Regions from separate parts of the Macaca mulatta genome. Here region 2 is linked to region 1. The links are chromatin contacts, called in public Hi-C maps. All regions are on one chromosome and are shown on one strand. Each heading gives the region's core, a stretch centred on a gene start, on an enhancer-like site or on the middle of the called end of the contact. The rest is flanking DNA. Distances are from core to core; before and after follow the strand shown.

Region 1 (4,513 bases), core at 127-2,626:
AAACCTCTAAGGAACTCGAACCACACTAGTATCTGGTACCTGGACAAACGACTATCCCAGACTCTAAAAAATAGACTTTAAAGTTCCCTGTGGAATATTTAGCTAGGAAAAAAAGAGAGCACCACTCTTCTTGGGCAAAGCATACGACAAAGGCCAGCCTGGACAATACAGTGAAACCTCGTCTCTCCCAAAAAAAAAAAAAAAAAAAAAAAATCAGCCGGGCATGGTGGCGCCAGTACCTGTAGTCCCAGTTACTTGGGAGGCTGAGGTGGGAGGATTGCTTGTGCCCAGGAGGTGGAGGTTTGCAGTGAACTGTCACTACAGCCTGGGTGACAGAGCGAGACCCTGCACGAAAAAAGAAAAACAAAAAAGCATAGGACAAAGGATGGTGAGGTAAGGAAAGCTGGGTCTTGGTTGCTCCAATAGACGTGGCAATGTCTTTCACAAGGATATTGAATTCGTAATGTGCTGTATATTCTAAAGAAAACAAATTATTTCCTCTTAATTTTGCACTACTTGCTAATTTTATTCCCAAATAGGAAAAAAAAAATCAACAACTATGTGCCGGCCTAATATACATTAGTCTATGTGATTATTCCTCGCTTCTTTACAGCAGTAACATAGCATGTATTTTCTCTCAGCCCCAGGAATAGCGCCACCATCTACCATACACAGGTCCAAGGGCTTCAATACATGTGGAATTTAAACAGTACAGAATATTCTACTTCCTCTCCAGGCAATCATCAGACTAACAAGTCTGTTTCTGCCTTTTTCCCAAAACTGAAGCCCAGAGCATCTTCCCAAATTCTACGTTTGAAAGAACGAGCTTCCCCCTGCTCACAGATCGCTTCAACATCCATCTGACACTACTATTACTCCTTCTTAAGAGACATATCCCTTGGGAGGGAAGTGTCTTTCACTTAAGAGCTCCGGTTCTCCCCGTTGCCCCTTTCCATCCCCTTGACCCACAAAGGGCTCCGGTGTTTCCCGCCGTTCATACAGCGAAAACAGAAGGTAAAACGCCCTCAGGAGGCTCCAGGTGAGGCCCTTCAGTGCCCCAGAGGCGGGTGTCCTAAGTCAGACTCCGGAGCTCTGCAGTGCAGCCCTGGCTACAGAAAGCCGCTTCGTCTGAATCCCCGGGTCTGCAGGCAGAGCCCACAGCCTGAAGGACCGGCGCTGCCACCTACCTGCCCGGGACCTGCGGACGGGGACCTAGGCCGTTCCTGAGGCCGCGCGGCCAACAGTTCCCGCCGCCACGCGACGGAGTAGGAGGCAGAAGGCCGGGCCGTGCCAGACTAGCCGGGTAGCCTGGAACCACTTCGCCAACCTGCTAAGGCGTAGCACCGCTCCTTCCCAGCCTGCGGCCGCCACCGACTCGACAGAGTCGGCCTCCCGGACAAAAAACAACCTGCGAAGCTCCTCCTTCTCCTCGTGCTCCCTACGTGAGGCATTCTCTAACCAATGGGAAGCGCGGTGGGCGGAGCGAGAGTGACAGACGATTACAGAGTCCTCCCGCCGGCGCGAACGGGCGGTGCAGTAGCAGGTCCAATCAGCAGCGTGGGTGGGAAGTACAGGGGAGGGAGAAAGTAGGAAAATTAAGCCCCCAATCAGATTTCGGGGCCCTCGAGCGACGGGTACGGCGGCCCGTGGCCTTCCGAGCACGGCGCTCAGGGGGCGTGCCTAGCCGGGCCAATCGGCGCGAGCCCACAGTGCGGAGCGAGCGCCTCAAATGCTCGGGTTTCTCAGCTGATTGTCTCCAGCCGAGAGTTGTTTTTTGCAGCTACGGAGCCGAGCCGCAGCAGGAGGAGCCGAGACCCCCGAGGGGTGGGGGGAAAGAGGAGGCGGGGTCGGGGGGAGCAGCGGCTGCTCTGCGCGGGACTCCGGGTCCCGTCACGGCGCTTCCTGGGGTTAGAGGCTGGGGTGGGTGGGGGGTAAGGGGGCAGTCCTTCTCCCCTTCGACGGCGGCTCCGAATCCAGCCCCTTCCTTCCCGCGCTCGCTCGCCCGGCCCCCAGCCCCCTCATGAGGGTGTCCGTGCCGGGTCCGGCGGCCGCTGCGGCCCCCGCGGCCGGCCGCGAGCCCTCCACGCCCGGCGGGGGCGGCGGAGGCGGAGGCGCCGTCGCTGCCGCCTCAGGCGCCGCGGTGCCGGGCTCCGTGCAATTGGCGCTGAGCGTCCTGCACGCCCTGCTCTACGCCGCGCTGTTCGCCTTTGCCTACCTGCAGCTGTGGCGGCTGCTCCTGTACCGCGAGCGGCGGCTGAGTTACCAGAGCCTCTGCCTCTTCCTCTGTCTCCTGTGGGCAGCGCTCAGGACCACCCTCTTCTCTGCCGCCTTCTCGCTCAGCGGCTCCCTGCCCTTGCTCCGGCCGCCCGCTCACCTGCACTTCTTCCCCCACTGGCTGCTCTACTGCTTCCCCTCCTGTCTCCAGTTCTCCACGCTCTGTCTCCTCAACCTCTACCTGGCGGAGGTAAGGCAGGAGGGCCGGCATGCGGGGCCCGGGCGGGTACGCGGGGCCGCTGGGATCAACTCCCGCTGAGGACCAGCGGGGGCGGGGGGGTGGGCAGCTAGAGGCGGACTGGAAACCAGCCTGGGGAAACTGAGGCACACCTGGAGTGTGAGCCAGTGTTTTCGTCCTAAACTTAAGTGGCTGATTGGCTCGATTACTGAGGGGTCCGGGGCTAGGGGGTGAGTGAGTGAGAGTGTGTGTGTCTGACAACTTAAAACAGCAACGGAACGAACCCTTTGTTTGGTGTTCTGGCCCTCTGAGGTAAGGCGTTGGTGGCACCAACAAAGTGGCATCTCAAGAAGTAGCAGCCCCGGTGGCTCTGCCGAAGCCGGACTGTGTTGAGGGAGGTTGGATGCTGAGGTAGCAGCAGCTCTGCTGAAGCTGGACTGCTGCCAGCCATTACGTCACCAGGCAGAGCTGTTCCTCTGCTATTGTTGCTGCGTTTCTTTTATTAGAAGCTTATATTCCCTCCTGCATCTCCTTTCCTGTGGCTCGATAAGCCTCACGCAAATTTCGTTCGATAGTTCCCCAGCAGGGTTGATGATCAATAACCAATGCTGAGGATCAGGATAAGGACCTCCATAAAGCCCTTAATGTTTGTCCCAGTTGCTTCATGCTTTAGTGGTTTATCCTACCTCCTATAGCATAGTCTTTTTTGGACCTTATTAAGAGAAAAAAATACTAGCTCAACCTGTCCCTATTGCAGAAACAAAACCACCAAACTGTTTTTGCAATAACTTGCTTAATATCTGGAACCTAATCACACCCCCTTTCTCTTTTATGGGGAATTGCTGGTTGGATTGCATTGTTCTGCAGCGCTTAGGTATTTGACCCATTTCAAACAGGTTTGGGAGTGTAAGATTGTCAATCATGTGTGTCAGCTTGTGGTATTTAAGCCATAATATTTTGAGAATTTCCCCCAAGAAAGTCCTCCTTCCCACCAAAAGAAAAGCTTGAGGAGGGGAGGAAGCAAGGTGACATCATATGCTTAATACAGACTAATATAGAATAATATTGGCCTATGCAGCTAATCCTCTCAAAGGCTTTTTTGGAGGTGATGGAATTAATATAGTTCCAAGCAAAAATTTTTTTTAAAATGACATAGATTAAGTGTTTATATTTCCTACATAAACCAACTCTTTTCTCGTTTAATAAATAGGAAGTAGAATGCATAATTTTAAAGTCAGTCATAACGTCAACTATTTAGCACACTAAAAACAATAGTTGAAAACAACAAAACTAATTTAACTTTTATTATTTTCCTTCTCCATCCTTTGAAAGTCCAAACAATACAATGACAAAACCCCAAAGCAGTAAGCGGAAATAAGCAGCATAGGTTATCACAAATGAGATAATGATGCCATAGTCGTGTCACTTATTTGAGGATGTTCTAATCTAGTTGTCGTTTAAGCTGTTATAACACTTCTACCCTTTATACTTAAACTGATACATTGTAATCTTCCTGCCACCATTTCAGATAGTGTGTTAGTGACTTCTCAACACTGAAGCTTTTACTCCAGCTTGAGATGTTTACCTGAAAGTGACTAGCGATTTTTATGCCAGGAGCATCAGATGACTTGTTTTTTCCCTATACATTTTGATTTACAAAATCGTATGAATGATTCACTGTAAAATAGTTGGTAGGCATTTCATAAAGTGGATTAAACACTCTTTTTTACTTCTTGAGGTATAACATATACCATAAAGTCCACAATCTTAAATGCACACCTAGATGAAATTTTACATCTGTATACACCCATGTTACCACCACCCAGATTAAGATATAAAGCATTTTCCGTGTCCCAGAAGGTTCCCTTTTTACCATCTCCCAGTCAGTAGCTCGCTCAGATAAGCACAAAGTGGGTAAACACCATCACAAAAAAGGATATATATTTAAGCTCAAAATCCTGAAGGTAAGCTTATATAGCATAGAATCCACAGAGTGTCTAGATTGGGTCTTCAGACTTTGAGCTAATACTCAAGCTAGTGAGGAAGAATTTAAAGTCTAAA
Region 2 (4,860 bases), core at 19-2,518, 150 kb after region 1:
GGTGGATCACTTGAGGTCAGGAGTTCGAGACCAGCCTGGCCAATATGGTGAAACCCCATCCCTACTGAAAATACAAAAATGAGCCCAGAATGCTGGTGGGCGCCTGTAATCCCAGCTTCTCAAGAGGGTGAGGCATGACAATTGCTTGAACTGGGGAGGCAGAGGTTGCAGTGAGCCGAGATTGTGCCACTGCACTCCAGCTTGGGTGACAGAGCAAGGCATAGTTAAAAAAAAAAACAAAAAAAAAACAATAAAAAACTGGCCGGGCACAGTGGCTCACACCTGTAATCCTAGCACTAAGGGAGGATGAGGAGGGTGGATCACCTGAAGTCAGGATTTCGAGACCAGCCTGGCCAACATGACGAAAACCCCTCTCTACTAAAAATACAAAAATTAGCTGGGCGTGGTGGCGCAGGCCTGTAATCCCAGCTACTCCAGAGGCTGAGGAAGGAGAATTGCTTGAACCTGGGAGGTGGAGGTTGCAGTGCGCCGAGATCGCGCCACCGCACTCCAGCCTGTGCGGCTGGAGCGAGACTTCATCTCAAAAATAAACAAATAAATCTGAAAGTTCTCTCAGACTTCAAAGTTCCTGCCTCAGCCTACTTCAGCATCTTTATCTTGTACCCTACATCTCTACAACCCACCCCCTACTGGTCTCATTGGCCTCCTTTCTGTTCCTGGAAGTGAGCCAAGCTTTCTACCCACCCCGCCCCACCCCACTCCAGGACTTGCACTGTTTAGGTTTTCTTCAGTTGTTGCGAGGCTGGCTCCTTCTCATCTGAGACATCTGTTCTAGATTAATTCTTCCCACCATACTTCTTACCGTGTTTTAATTCCTTCATAGTATTTGTTAAACTCTGATTTTTTTAAAATTTCCCACCAAATGATAAGTAGATCTACCTTTAAGACCTCATTCACTGACTGAATGGATGGATAAAACTGCCTACTTCTCCAGCACGTGGAGGTCTTTGGTATTATACCAAAGGCCATCTGTGTTGTGTCAACAGGCCATCATCGGAACTCTTTTGAGGTATTACACATTCCCTACTTAACTTCCATCTCAGTTTATTACAGAGCCTTTTATACTTCCGGGACAGCAGTGACTTAATACTGAGGCCTCTAAGGGGAAGACCGAGATAACTGAGTCCTGCTTTACCCATCTCGGCCTGCCGGAAACGGTGTGGGCGTAGTCCTCTTTCAGTGTATGTCGGCGCTCTAGGTGAACCGAGACATAGAGGTGGAAGTGGAGTAGAAAGGCGGGGCCAACCGGAAGGGGCGGGTTCATGGGCGAACCCACCCCTCCAGGCCGGGTTTCGTCCCTCGCCCCGCCCCTTCCCCCGCCCGGACGGCCATGGCCATTCCCGGCATCCCCTATGAGAGACGGCTTCTCATCATGGCGGACCCTAGAGATAAGGCGCTTCAGGACTACCGCAAGAAGCTGCTTGAGCACAAGGAGATCGACGGCCGTCTTAAGGAGTGTGAGTGCACCTTTCTTTCCATGTAATCAAGTGCCTCGATTCGCTTCTGCCTCTGACAAAGTAGAAGCCTTTGGCCGAGCCCAGCAACCGAGCCTTAGAGATGACCAGGCCTCGGTGAGGGACAAGGCGCTTTGTCATCCGGCCCTGAGCTTGTGGAGCAGCACTCCTTCGCGTGTAGAAAAGGACCAGTTCAGCCCAGGTGACAGAACGGCCTTGAGGTGGAAATGAAAAAGAAGTAGAGGAGGAGCGGGGAAGTGGGCCGAGGATGTTTCCCAGGTTAGGGTGCAAGGAGGGTAGTGCTGGTGGAGTCCCGGGACTTGAAGAGGGAAAGGCGCTTGAGTCAAGCAAGCTCAAACAAGAGATGAGACTCAGGGAGTCGGCTTGTTCTTGGAGTCGAAAGACGGCCGCGGAGCTTTGGAGAGAAGTGTTCCAGTTGTCATAATAACCCATATCGTCTTTTGTCGTGTTTCGTGTTGTACTGTATCAGGCATACAAATTTCCCTTACCTCCTGAGTGCTTAACTTTTTTTTCATTTTCATTGAAATGCATGAGTGGTTTAATTAAATGAAGGAGGACCATAATTAAATGATTCTGTGGAGAACTGCATTTGTTGACTTTATTTAGGGTAGAATATCAGAGAATAATCCAAGTGGGTAGGTGAAGAGGTGAGGAAGGGTCTGATTATCATTCGGATTTGTAGTCGCAAATGCTAAGTGTGTCAGGGTGTCAATATCTGTTAAGAATATAACTTAAGATGTGCTTAAACAAGTATTGCCAATCAAGAAAATAAAAATATGGTGCTTTCTCTGTAACATTTTGTTGTTATACATGCCACCTACTCATTACAAACAGCATTATGTCTTGTATGGTTTGAAATAGTGGATGGGAAACTTAGGTAAAGTGAAATAGACTTACGTAAACAGTAAAGTGAGAAGTAGCCACTTAAACACACTAAGATTACTGTTCAATTATAAATGTTCAAATTGTATTATTTCAGTAAGGGAACAATTAAAAGAACTTACCAAGCAGTACGAAAAGTCTGAGAATGATCTGAAGGCCCTACAAAGTGTCGGGCAGGTAGGTAATGGAGTTTGGGGAATAGGGGTCATGGTAATTTGCTTTTTTATTTAGCTGTTGCCAAAAAGTAATGCTTTTTATTTTCTTCCTTAGATTGTGGGTGAAGTGCTTAAACAGTTAACTGAAGAAAAATGTGAGTGAATTAACTCATTAATTAGTAAAGAAATAGCCCACCTCTCTCTAACTTTTGAAATGCTTACTATTTTAATGACAATAATGCAGAGAGATAGTATTTTTGCATAGACTTAAGTTTTCCTTCAACTAATGTCTTCTTGGAGGACAGAAATACAACTAAACCCTCTATCAACGTGGATATGTATTTTTTTACTTTCTATTTTTCAATTAGTTCTTTTATGTTTTTTCTTCTAGTCATTGTTAAAGCTACCAATGGACCAAGATATGTTGTGGGTTGTCGTCGACAGGTAAGACTTTATATTTGTATAGGGCCTGATGATTGACAAAAGTAGTTTCATGTAAGTTATTGTCTCTAATTCTTGAGGCAAGCAGGTCGGGCATTTATTCCCATAACTCACAAGGATGATTTGTTCAGACATAGCTAGTTATTAACAAAGCCTGAATTCAAACCATGGGCTTTGACTCCTAGCATTCTGTACTTGCTACTGTATTACATTGTCTCAGTGAGATCTATTAATAGCCACTTAGAAATAAAAGTATTTTAGAACTGGAAAATAGACATTTTAATGTCGTTTTTAAAGAGGACTTACAAGTGTTAGATACCATCCGCTACCTGTGTTTATATTTAGACATTCAGAACTGTTACTTATGGACTGTACCATGGCCTAGGTTAATTTTGTATAAGGTCATTTGGATTAGGGTAGGGCAAGTTGAAATAATTCTCAATTTTATTTTATAGTTATCAACGATGCCAACAAATGACCTCAAGTCATTCAGTAGTGTCTGAAATCAATTTATGTACTATTCTTTAGAAAGTGCCCTTAGATAGAGAATTCTTTTAAATTCATTGGAAGAGCTTTCTCTGTTTTATTGTCATTTCAGGTTCAGGTTTTAAAACGTTCACAGAACATGGCTGTAAAATATAATTTAATCCAGAAACTAAATCTCATATTAGGATTTTGCCTAGTATATAAGTGGTTGACATTTTCTTTTTTTTTTTTTTTTTTTTTTTTTTTTGAGACGGAGTCTCGCTGTGTCTCCCAGGCTGGAGTGCAGTGGCGTGATCTCGGCTCACTGCAAGCTCCGCCTCCCGGGTTCACGCCATTCTCCCGCCTCAGCCTCCCAAGTAGCTGAGACTACAGGCGCCCGCCACCACGCCCGGCTAGTTTTTTGTACTTTTTAGTAGAGACGGGGTTTCACCATGTTAGCCAGGATAGTCTCGATCTCCTGACCTCGTGATCCACCCGCCTCGGCCTCCCAAAGTGCTGGGATTACAGGCTTGAGCCACCGCGCCCGGCCGTGGTTGACATTTTCTAAGTCAAAATATTAGATACCTAAACTGACAAGGGGTTTTTATGTCCCTTTCAGGGCTCTGTGGATGCCAAAAGTTGGCATTTCTAAGATATTTCAGGTTGCATGAGGGCAAGACTGTATTTGAAAACTAGAAACATTAGAAAAGCCAAAGTATATATAAGTTGAGTATCCCTTATCCAAAATACTTGAGCCAGAAATATGCTTTTGATTTTGGCTTTTTTTTTTTCTTCAGATTTTAGAATATTTACATTATACTCATAGAGCATCCCTAATTAAAAACATCAAAAATTCGACATGCTCCAATGAGCATTTTGTTTGAGCATCATGTCAGCATTCAAAAAATTTCACATGTGGAGCATTTTGGATTTTCAGATTAAGAATACTCAGTCTGTATTCCCTATAGATGTAAACATTGAAATAGCTTCATATTGATCTGTCCTCTTCTTTTTTCAAGTAACCTCACTTAGCCGTTTTTCTTTCTTTAATTGTTATATTAATCCTAGTGTTTTGCCTGTCTTCCTAAATTTGAGCTCTTTGTAAAATCCTGTGACAAGTGGTAATTTATGTGATTCTGAAATTGTATTGGCAGGCAATTTTTTAAACTATTAAAAGGTAACTTGGCCAGGCGCGATGGCTCACGCCTGTAATCCCAGCACTTTGGGACGCTGAGGTGGGTGAATCACGATGAAACCCCGTCTCTACTAAAAACCACACAAAAAAATTAGCCAGGCGTGGTGGTGGGCGCCCGTGGTCCCAGCTACTTGGGAGGCTGAGGCAGGAGAATAACTTGAACCTGGGAGGCAGAGCTGGCAGTGAGCCTAGATCACGCACGCCACTGCACTCCAGCCTGGGAGAC

Evidence for each region. A called contact is a pair of places that touch in the nucleus more often than the background predicts.
Region 2: a contact with region 1 is called in a Hi-C map of fetal cortex germinal zone, with 4 times the contacts expected there. The contact joins the promoter of PSMC6 here to the promoter of TXNDC16 in region 1. A contact is called at or near these places in 3 of 14 Hi-C or Micro-C datasets (fetal cortex germinal zone, fetal cortical plate and liver).

Annotation. Positions count from the first base shown.
Region 1 is chr7:125,681,628-125,686,140 of T2T-MMU8v2.0, forward strand. TXNDC16 (thioredoxin domain containing 16) reads right to left here and starts at 1,377. Exons shown (of 21, transcript XM_015143696.3): 1 at 1,188-1,377. GPR137C (G protein-coupled receptor 137C) reads left to right here and starts at 1,709. Exons shown (of 7, transcript XM_077941031.1): 1 at 1,709-2,464. The coding sequence starts at 2,021.
Region 2 is chr7:125,828,350-125,833,209 of T2T-MMU8v2.0, forward strand. It overlaps PSMC6 (proteasome 26S subunit, ATPase 6), which reads left to right and starts at 1,269. Exons shown (of 14, transcript XM_028851551.2): 1 at 1,269-1,677; 2 at 2,476-2,555; 3 at 2,649-2,688; 4 at 2,925-2,977. The coding sequence starts at 1,284.